Linked DNA regions of Mus musculus: all the other regions are linked to region 1. Evidence: chromatin contacts called from public Hi-C and promoter capture Hi-C data. All regions are on one chromosome and are shown on one strand. The core of a region is the stretch at or near the end of the contact, and the rest is flanking DNA. Distances in the headings are between cores, read along the strand shown.

What was found. Promoter capture Hi-C pulls out the DNA fragments that hold promoters and counts their contacts. A called contact is a pair of places that touch in the nucleus more often than the background predicts.
Region 2: a promoter capture Hi-C map of hippocampal neurons shows a contact between it and region 1, with 17 times the contacts expected there. The contact joins the enhancer-like site here to the promoter of Kcnd2 in region 1. A contact is called at or near these places in 4 of 39 promoter capture datasets (the C10 cell line, cranial neural crest, hippocampal neurons and 1 more), 1 of 15 datasets of contacts at CTCF or cohesin (stem cell-derived epiblast-like cells), 35 of 484 Hi-C or Micro-C datasets (the HL-1 cell line, brain, cardiomyocytes and 17 more), 8 of 115 datasets of contacts at active chromatin or transcription factors (PVALB interneurons, VIP interneurons, embryonic forebrain and 4 more) and 1 of 9 other capture datasets (embryonic stem cells).
Region 3: a contact with region 1 is called in a Hi-C map of cerebellar granule neurons, with 4 times the contacts expected there. The contact joins the enhancer-like site here to the promoter of Kcnd2 in region 1. A contact is called at or near these places in 2 of 39 promoter capture datasets (hippocampal neurons and stem cell-derived epiblast-like cells), 3 of 484 Hi-C or Micro-C datasets (cerebellar granule neurons and cerebellum), 1 of 115 datasets of contacts at active chromatin or transcription factors (neural progenitor cells) and 1 of 9 other capture datasets (embryonic stem cells).

The regions. Positions count from the first base shown.
Region 1 is chr6:21,213,976-21,216,853 of GRCm38.p6, reverse strand. It overlaps Kcnd2 (potassium voltage-gated channel, Shal-related family, member 2), which reads right to left and starts at 1,508. Exons shown (of 6, transcript NM_019697.4): 1 at 1-1,508. The coding sequence starts at 555.
Region 2 is chr6:21,532,849-21,535,694 of GRCm38.p6, reverse strand. The region is part of intron 1 of Kcnd2 (potassium voltage-gated channel, Shal-related family, member 2); the gene reads right to left. Among named protein-coding and RNA genes, the nearest start is that of Gm52855, 5.8 kb to the left of the region's middle. Within about 2 kb of position 1,499, at least 8 of the 459 cell types and tissues checked have an H3K27ac peak or open chromatin away from gene starts, as enhancers often do. A contact at or near this core is called in PVALB interneurons and hippocampal neurons, where this site is marked.
Region 3 is chr6:20,755,866-20,758,800 of GRCm38.p6, reverse strand. No RefSeq gene overlaps it. Among named protein-coding and RNA genes, the nearest start is that of Gm38772, 210 kb to the left of the region's middle. Within about 2 kb of position 1,335, at least 5 of the 459 cell types and tissues checked have an H3K27ac peak or open chromatin away from gene starts, as enhancers often do. A contact at or near this core is called in cerebellar granule neurons and cerebellum, where this site is marked.

The DNA of each region.
Region 1 (2,878 bases), core at 259-2,758:
CAGGGCCATGGTGCTGGTGTGGGGATTCTCAAAGGCCCGCCAGACCCTCTGCCTAGCAGTCATGGTGGGCAGCGCACTCTCTCCTGTATTGTCAGTGTCTGCATCATCCTGGAGGCGCTCAGCATTCTCCCGCCTGCGGTCCTTGTACTCCTCATAACAGCAGTCGCCAATAATTTCTGGGATGAGGCCAAAGAAGGCCAGTTCTTCATCATAAGCCGAGATGCACTCATGGCGGGGATAGTGAAGCTTCCCCGTGCGGTAGAAGTTGAGGATGTGGCGGAAGATGTCCGGGTCACGGTCAAAGAAGTATTGTTGGGTCTCTGGGTGGTAGAAAAAGTCTCTCTCAGAACTACCCAGCAGAGTGTCTGGGTATCGTTCCAGGGTGTCTTGCCATGTCTGGAAACGGGTGCCACTCACGTTCAGCACTATCAGAGCGTCCTGAGTCCTTTTTCTCTCCTGTCTTGGGGGCGCAGGCATAGGCCCCGAAGCAACAGGCATCCACCCAATGGCGGCTGCCCTGGCAAAGGGCAGCCATGCTGCAACACCGGCTGCCATGTTGTCTGGAAGTGGAGGTCACGAGAGTGAGCAGGGGGGTCACCCAAAATAACACAATGAAAGTAAGAAAGTGCCCCCCACTTCTTCACCTCAGGCAAAACACTGGGGGGACACTGCTCACAGGAACACGATTATTCCAAGGTGGCGCAGGTCAAGTCACAGTACTCAAGAAGGTCAGGTTTCCCTCACAGAAGTATTTGGAATACTAAGAAAAAAAAAATACAGTGACCTAAAAATCTCTCTCCATAAAGCCTAAACAAATCTCTGCCAACAGTTGGACCAGGGCAGGTCCTGGCACATGTAAACGTACAGGTGACTTCGGAGACAGCCTGGCTTCAAACAGGTGTCTTCGCTTCTCCCCTGATACAGTCTGGTAGATATGGGGTCGGTATATAGAGCAGGAGAGAGGAAACAGGGAAAGTCAACCAGTCAGTGGTAGTCTCTTAAAAGAAAGAACCCTTTCACCTTCCCCTTTTGCTGAAGTGGTCCTTCCCGCCAAAGGCGTCTCAAAAAGACGACCTGTTGTTGTAGCTCCGGAGATGCGGTCACAGCCGCTGTCCCGCGTCCCTTGGAGTCCGCTGGCCGCCTGTACTCACGCTGCGCTTGCAGAGATGGAGGTGAAGTGCAGGGCTCGCGGCGGGGGGCGTCGGTCTAGAGCTCTTTCTCCCCCCCACAACGACGACTGACACCCTCTGCGCTAGCCGAGAGCGTTTGCCCGATGGGCCCTTTCACTCTCTGTTCAAGTTCAGCTCAGGTGCAGTGTGACAGTTATAGAGCCTGGGAGCTGGCAGCCGCCGCCGCCGTGGCGGCAGCAGCATCTGCCTCCGCGCAGAACGCGCCTCGCCCGCGGTACATACCTGGCAAAGTGCGCACCGGGGCTGAGTTGCATAGAGACTTTGCTGTCGCCTTGTACCCGGAAAGGGAAAGGCAGAGCCAGCGGCTCCCGAGCAGCCAGATCCCAGGCTCCCGGGGAGCATAAATAAAGCTCTGGCGAGCTCTCCGTCCCCTTCCCCCACCCTCCGTGCCTCCCTCCTCCTTGTCACCTTCCCAAAAGCCAGGCGCAGGCGAGCAGAGCCAACAGCAACAAGTTCAAAAAGGTGCGGGGGAGGCGAGCCGCCCAGGCCACTCGCTCCTGCCAACTTACTGCGCGGCCGGCGTCCCCGGGGTCGGGGCGCTGCGGGGCTGCGGGGCGCCGGGACTGCGGGGTTGCGGGGCTGCGGGGCGGGCGGTGGCGGCGTGGGGCCGGGACCGAGGCGGGAGCGGGCTGGCGTCCGGGCGCGGAGGCAGGAGGCGCTCGGCGGCGCGGGGGCGCGAGAGGGCCGCTCGCTGCTTCCCCGCCAGTGGGTGGTCCCGCATCTCCCCCGAGCACCGCGCGCAGCTCTGCCGGTGCGATCGATAAATAAGCTGGGAAGAGAGCGAGAGCCGCACGCAAGCCCCGCCACGCAGGTTAGGCAAAGGCGTCTCCTGCCTTTCCCTCGCCTTGACCTTTCTCCGCCCCCGCCCCCTCGGGCTCCTCTCGCTCCACCCTAGCCACCCACCAGCCTCGACGCCAAATGTCACCAAGCGAGAGCATCCAGGTGGTTCTACCCCGGGGATGAGCGAGCCTTGGATGAACAAAGGGAAGCTTCAAGGCACTCGGCCGCGGCTGTTTGATGGAAGAGAGGAGGAAGGGGACCGGTGGCTTACTGCTGCCTCCGGAGCCCCGGTTCCAGATGAGCGTGGGAAAGGGGGGCAAGGAAAAAAAAAAGATTCGAGAAAAGCTGGAAAGGAGGGTGAACAGAGCGGAACGCGAAGGAATTGGTTGCCTTTGGGGGGCGACTGGGTCGCAGAACCTGCAAAGCTCCGCGACAGAATTTTTAAGTGACTCTCCCACGTTCCTTTATTTATTTTTTTAAATTATGTATGTTCAAAACAGATATTAATGTTACTAAGGCTAATATATTACCCGTCCAACTTGCTGGAAAAGTCACACAAATCTCCTCTGGTTAGGTCTTGCCACAACTCCTTTCCCCCTGTCCTTTGCAAATGACAGGAGAATTTAGACCCTTTTCTAAATGTCAGTGTGCAGGGGCGTGAGTCTCTTAGAGTGTGTGTCTCTTCATGCCCTTTGCGCATCCCTGCCCATATCTAAAATGACCGAAGAAAGAAAAGGTGCCCGGGTGAAGGGTGAGTGATGTGAGGAGAGACAGGAAAATTGTAGTGGCCAACCGATTTTGGTCTTCGTGTACCCCGCCCCCAGTCATTAAGTGTCTTCCTTAAAACCAAGCTTTTAACAACCATGGCCACTAGATGGCGGGAGTGGCGAGAAGTTAAATTTACATCC
Region 2 (2,846 bases), core at 250-2,749, 320 kb before region 1:
ATTTTAAGGATTCTTCTTTAATTCACCCTTACCGTAAGGAAAAGAATCCCTGACTTTTGTTTGTTAATATGCTGATTTAAAGACCCCACAGCAAATTTTCTGAAAAGTTTGCTGAATTTGGGGTATTGAGCATCTCACTTGGAAGCTGAAGCAGACTTCAATGCTCTCTGGATTTACTATCATCTCTACACTGGATTAACAAAGTATACCCTTTTACATATGCTTTGCAATGAACCTTTCTGGAACTACCGACAGCCCACTTAGAAATACTCATTTTTTGAGACCATGTTATGATTATATTACCTCTTTCTCTGTCCAGACCTCCCATGTATGGAGCAGCATTTGGGCCCATATGTTGAGCTTTCACATGCTAAAAACTAAATCCAGAGCAAACCGTTGGAGTTTATAAAAATCTATATGCTGAATTTGTAACGTGCTGACCAAATTGACCTGATTTGCATAGAGTAGAAGACTTTACACCCAATTGTTTATTTCCCCATAAAATGGAAAAAGTAATAAAGGCACTGTCAGCTTTTTCTAAAATTGAATAATATGGTCATTGAGTAATTCTCTATAATAATCACCCCCAAACCCAATACTCACCGTATAATTTTTTGTGAAAAGAAAAAGGAACCCATTGTATACTCAGCCACTAGGGGTCAGCAGATACTGGCAGTGTTGGGCTCAACTGTCCTGGTGAGAGTCAGAAGATCTAGCTCTCTGGGTGGGTGCAGATTTTTGACTCTCCATCCCTTCACTTACCTATCCTGAGGATAGGAACAGGAGATGAGAAGACATGGAAAAGACCCTGTCTACAGCCAAAGAAGGGAAGATGGAATTTGGTGGATAGGAAGCAGCAGCAGAAGAAAGAGCAGCTAGCTGAGCTTTTGTCCACCAATGAGTCCATAGATATTTGGGGTCTTTCTCTAACACTGAAGACTACAGCATACAGTGCCTAGAGTAGAAACATAAGCATCTCCAAGGAATGCCAAGGTATAGGTTTGAGAACTCTACAAGTAGAAACTTTGATGGATCTCACAAATCCATGTTTAATAGACCCCTTTGCCCTCAGTGATTCTGATGAAAAAATTGTTTGAAACCACTCTTTCCTATAGTTTGACAGCATGACAATGATTAGGGGGAGCAGAAAAAACAGCATCAGGCCCAGTTAATTTGCTTTGCATTACCTCTTCATTCCTTGTTATTTGTTGCATATTTGTGGCCAAGACTAATCCTCTTCCAGCTCAGCAGAAAAGCACACAGGCCCTAGTGGTTATAGTAACCAAGCACCAAATGAAGGATGATAATCTAGCTCTCCAGGGTTTGAGGTGCTCAGCAAGGTCAAGATACTGTAAGAAGTTATGACCTTAGAATAGCATAAGCTTTGCTTACAGAAGCTACACAAAAAGTTTCCCTTGAGAGACCGAAAATTAGCATTGCCTTGGATGCCACACTGACTCATAGCTGTCTCTGTGCCTCATGATTTGGGTGTAAAGCACGCTAGGAGTCCCTGTTTCTCTTCTGCATAATTCTAGTCCACCACTTTAAAGCACACTTCATCCAATAAGTATCTTGAGAATCATGTTCATTTACACAGTGATCTAATCTCTGTGCTCACAGGATGGCCTAAAAGCATTCCTAACAGATGTGAGCTATTTCTATATTTAGAAATGGATCAAGATGAGAATTTATCAGCCTCATCAGTAGCTGCAACAAGGGAAACAATGCATTAAGTAACTTTGTCTCTAACGAGGCTGGGCAGAGTGGGAGTGTCTATCAAGAGGGAGTCTGTTGTACACCTTCTAAGTGCATTATCTTGAAATAGCATGGAAATTAGAGTGCCATATTTTCATATCACATATTTGAACCCTATAATTTATTTTAAATAATTAACTATTGTTTCTATTTTTCCTAGCATTGCCATGTCTCCATATGTGTGTGTGTGTTTGTGTGTGTGTGTGTGTATGTGTATATATAACCATGCACATGACTGCCTGCAGAGGCTAGTAAAGGGTATTGGATCACCTGGATCTTTTGTTACAGACAGTTGTGAGATATCATGCATTTGCTGGGAACTGAACCTGGATTCCCCAAAAGAGTAGCAAATGCTTTTACCCTCTGAAGCAGCTCTCCAGTCCCTAGACCTGGATACTTCCACACTGCCAGGGAATAAGGTTCTCAAGTGCAATTACCTTCCCATTCCCTAGCAGAATGGGAACATCCTTATCTCTGAGACAGGACATCATCAAGACTCATCACTGTTTATATATCTTAATAAGTCTTCGTTGGGTTATGACCAGTGATGGATACTCTTCACTGCCAACTTGAATACACGTGGATTTACCTAGGAAGCACATTTCTGGGTTGGACTGTGAATGTTAAAAGCCATCCTGAATGAGGATGGCACCTTCCCATGGGCTCCAATCCCAGAGTGATTAAAAAGGAAGAAGTTCGCTGAGTTGAGAAGTTACTTCTTGACTGCAGATGCAGTGTGACTGTGACTTTGTGCCTCTTTGAGATGCCTTCCTCCCGAGATGGACTATTTCCCTTATTGAAGCATATATCAAAATAGATGCTTCTACCCTAAAGTTGCCCTATCAGGTGTTTGTCCCATAAGGAGAAATATACCACTACTCTGCAGGGATCACATATTTCTTCATTTATCACACTTTTCACAGTTTTTCATGAGTTACCATTCTTAGTGTAGAAACACATAGGTTCCTGACTGGAGAGATGGTTCAGTGGGTATTTCTTTCAGATAACCAAGGTTCAGTTCTCAGCATACACATAGCAGCTCACAACTGTCTGTAACAAAAATTTAAAAATCCAATGCCCTCTTTCAGCCC
Region 3 (2,935 bases), core at 86-2,585, 460 kb after region 1:
TCTATTACTCTACTTAAATTTTCTTCCATTAATCTCCGTACATTTCTTCTCCTTAGTCATTCATATTTTGATTTGTACGTGTCCATAAATTGAAATACCAAAGTATCAAAGTAAATAAAAGACATAAAAAATATTCTCTGCAGAGTGGGGTTAGGCCTTCTCATCACTCCAGCCATCAGAACTTAACACAGTAAGATTGGAAGATCATGAATTAAAAGCCATCATGTACTACATAGTGAGAATTCACCTTAAAACAAGTAAGTATTGAATATGACTAACAGAATATCAAATAACATTTAACTCCTTGTTTCAAATTCTAGATAAAAGTGATAATATATTAGTAGTAAATTTATTTTATGTCAAGCATTGTAAGGTAAGGACAGATATATGTGATTCGTAATCTTTAGAAAATGTAAGTTAAAATGTAAAAGAACGTGTCAGTGCTTTTGAATGTAATGAGACTGCTGCCTTTGCAACCATTTTTATTCGTTAGAATCTCCTTCCTAACCTTTTATCTGTGACGACTCATGGCAGACATGCACCCTAGTTTCCATTCTCCTTTAGCCCTTTTAGGTTCACTTAGGTACCACTCGTTTTCCTCCCTACCCTAAATTTCTGCCTCTATATAGGGCATAAGCCATCTTATTGTAATGTTTGAGGTTTAAATTTGTCTCTTATGTATTACTATTTAAAGTATCTTTGTATTATACATATCTCTACAATATAGGTAGCTTTTAATATGTATTTTTAATCAAATTAAATAAAAAATATTTAGCTTTATTCTGTGAAAATTAAGGCTGATGGATAACATAGGTACAGTAAGAAAGAATATTTTAATTCATGGTGGCACAAGTTATAATTACTAAAGCCAATAATAGAATGGGCCAGTTTGGATAAAAAAGAGTACTAAATTACATGAATATTTCATCTGTGAAGACCTATGAATCAATATATAGAAGTTTCATTCATGACAAGAAGCACACACTGAATGGTCTCAGTATATCATTTCTTTCACTGGGTCTATTTTTCATATTGCTAAAATGAATATGTAATTATATAATTGTTGAAAAATTGATCACTTCGTACTTGTTCCATAAACAACTTAGACTAAAAATGAATTTGAATCATATTTTACAAAAGGCAGCTGAAACTAGTTGAATAAATATTCCCAAGGCTGACAAGAAGCCTATTGGAGTTGAATTGGACTGGAAAGGATGTCACTAGATTCAAAGAGAAGTATCATATCTGTTAGCTCACAGTCATTTAACTGGTGAATAGAAAGAAATGGCTGTAGTCATGAGTGGATAGGTCATTTAAAGTCCTTGCTACACAGGGCAGCTCTCTTGGCAGTAGCTGTGAACATGCTGAGTTCTCACAGGGACAGATGGATTTGATGACAGCAATACTGCATAAAGGCTTTTATTAATAGCCTTTATTTTTAGCCTAGCATATGCTATTCTTGTCTAAATATTCAAACATTTCAGAAACTTACTAAGTACTTTAATACTTATATCTTGTTGGATGAAGTAGATAAATTATATATTGCTTTATAAAAGATAACAATGGCACTGTGACCTCCGAGTTCCTGAGGTGACACCGTGCTGTCTTGTGTGCCAACCAAAGTATCTTTAGTGTAACTAAGGAGAGATCATGTTTTTTACCAGAACACATAACGTCAGTTTATCTATTACGAGCATAATATTGATGGCAAAATGACCTGGCCATCCTTTAGAAACATTCGTAATAATGATAAGCAGCCTGCCAAATAAAGTTTCAGACCACGAGGATTGCAATTATGGCATATGGATTAAAATAAGGTTTAAACAAATGAAGATAATTGATTGTTATAGACTCATATGTTATCTAAGCGTTTATTTATTTTCTTTTGAATGCCTTTTCCACCAAGTGAGTTTAATTGCAGAATGACCCAGTTGTTATTTTTAAATAAATCAAAAGAAAATACTATTCACTGAGCTGGTTTCTAATTCTAGTTCTTCCTCTAATCATCCTACTATCTTTTGTTAGTTCACATTTTTAAAAATATGATTCAGGGGTTTAACTAGATGACACTATTTTTTGTTTAGATAATCTATAGTAGGAGAACCTAAATATAATTATTTTTATTAATATACAGAAGTCATATTGTAAGCACCATTACTTTTTGAGACTTTAAAACTAAAGCATGACAAACATTTCAACACGTAAATTATAGATTGCCTAAAATTCTTTTAACTAGTTTTTGTTAAAAAAAATAACATATAATTTTTTCATGGATCTTAGTAATGTTGTCAGAAATTTAAATAGCATGCCTTATCATGTAATATTATACGTGTCGGGATAGGAAGCAGTTTCCACTGGAATCTACCCTCAAGCTATGAGTAGTCATCTATTCTACAGTACTCTGCTGTCAGATATATTTTCTGTAAACACATATCTCAATGTATAAGGGAAAGGGAAAATGTGATTTTTTTTTGTCCAACATATACTCAATATTAGAAATCCAAATAATAAGTACAATTTAGAAGATGAATATTTTATAGCACCAGATCAATTCAGTTGCTGATATTAGCATGATTTATATTTTTAAAACATATTAACTGCCATGACATATATGTATGAAAAACAAACAACTGTAGAGGGAAGCAGAAACCACTGGAATAGGACCAAAATTTAAAACTAATTCCCTGTTGCAGTCTTGAACATTGGGCCCTAATGAAAATAAAACATTAAAATATCTATGGATATGTTCTCTATTGTGTTTTAAAACTACTTAAAATGTTTTATTAAAAAGTGTTGTTATTATTATTTTTATAAATTAAAATACAATAAGATCAGACAAAAACCATCACATCAAAGTTGAGCAAGGTAAACAAACTGAGGGAATAGAGCCCTGCGAAAAGGCACTAGAATCAGAGACCTACTCATTCATACACTC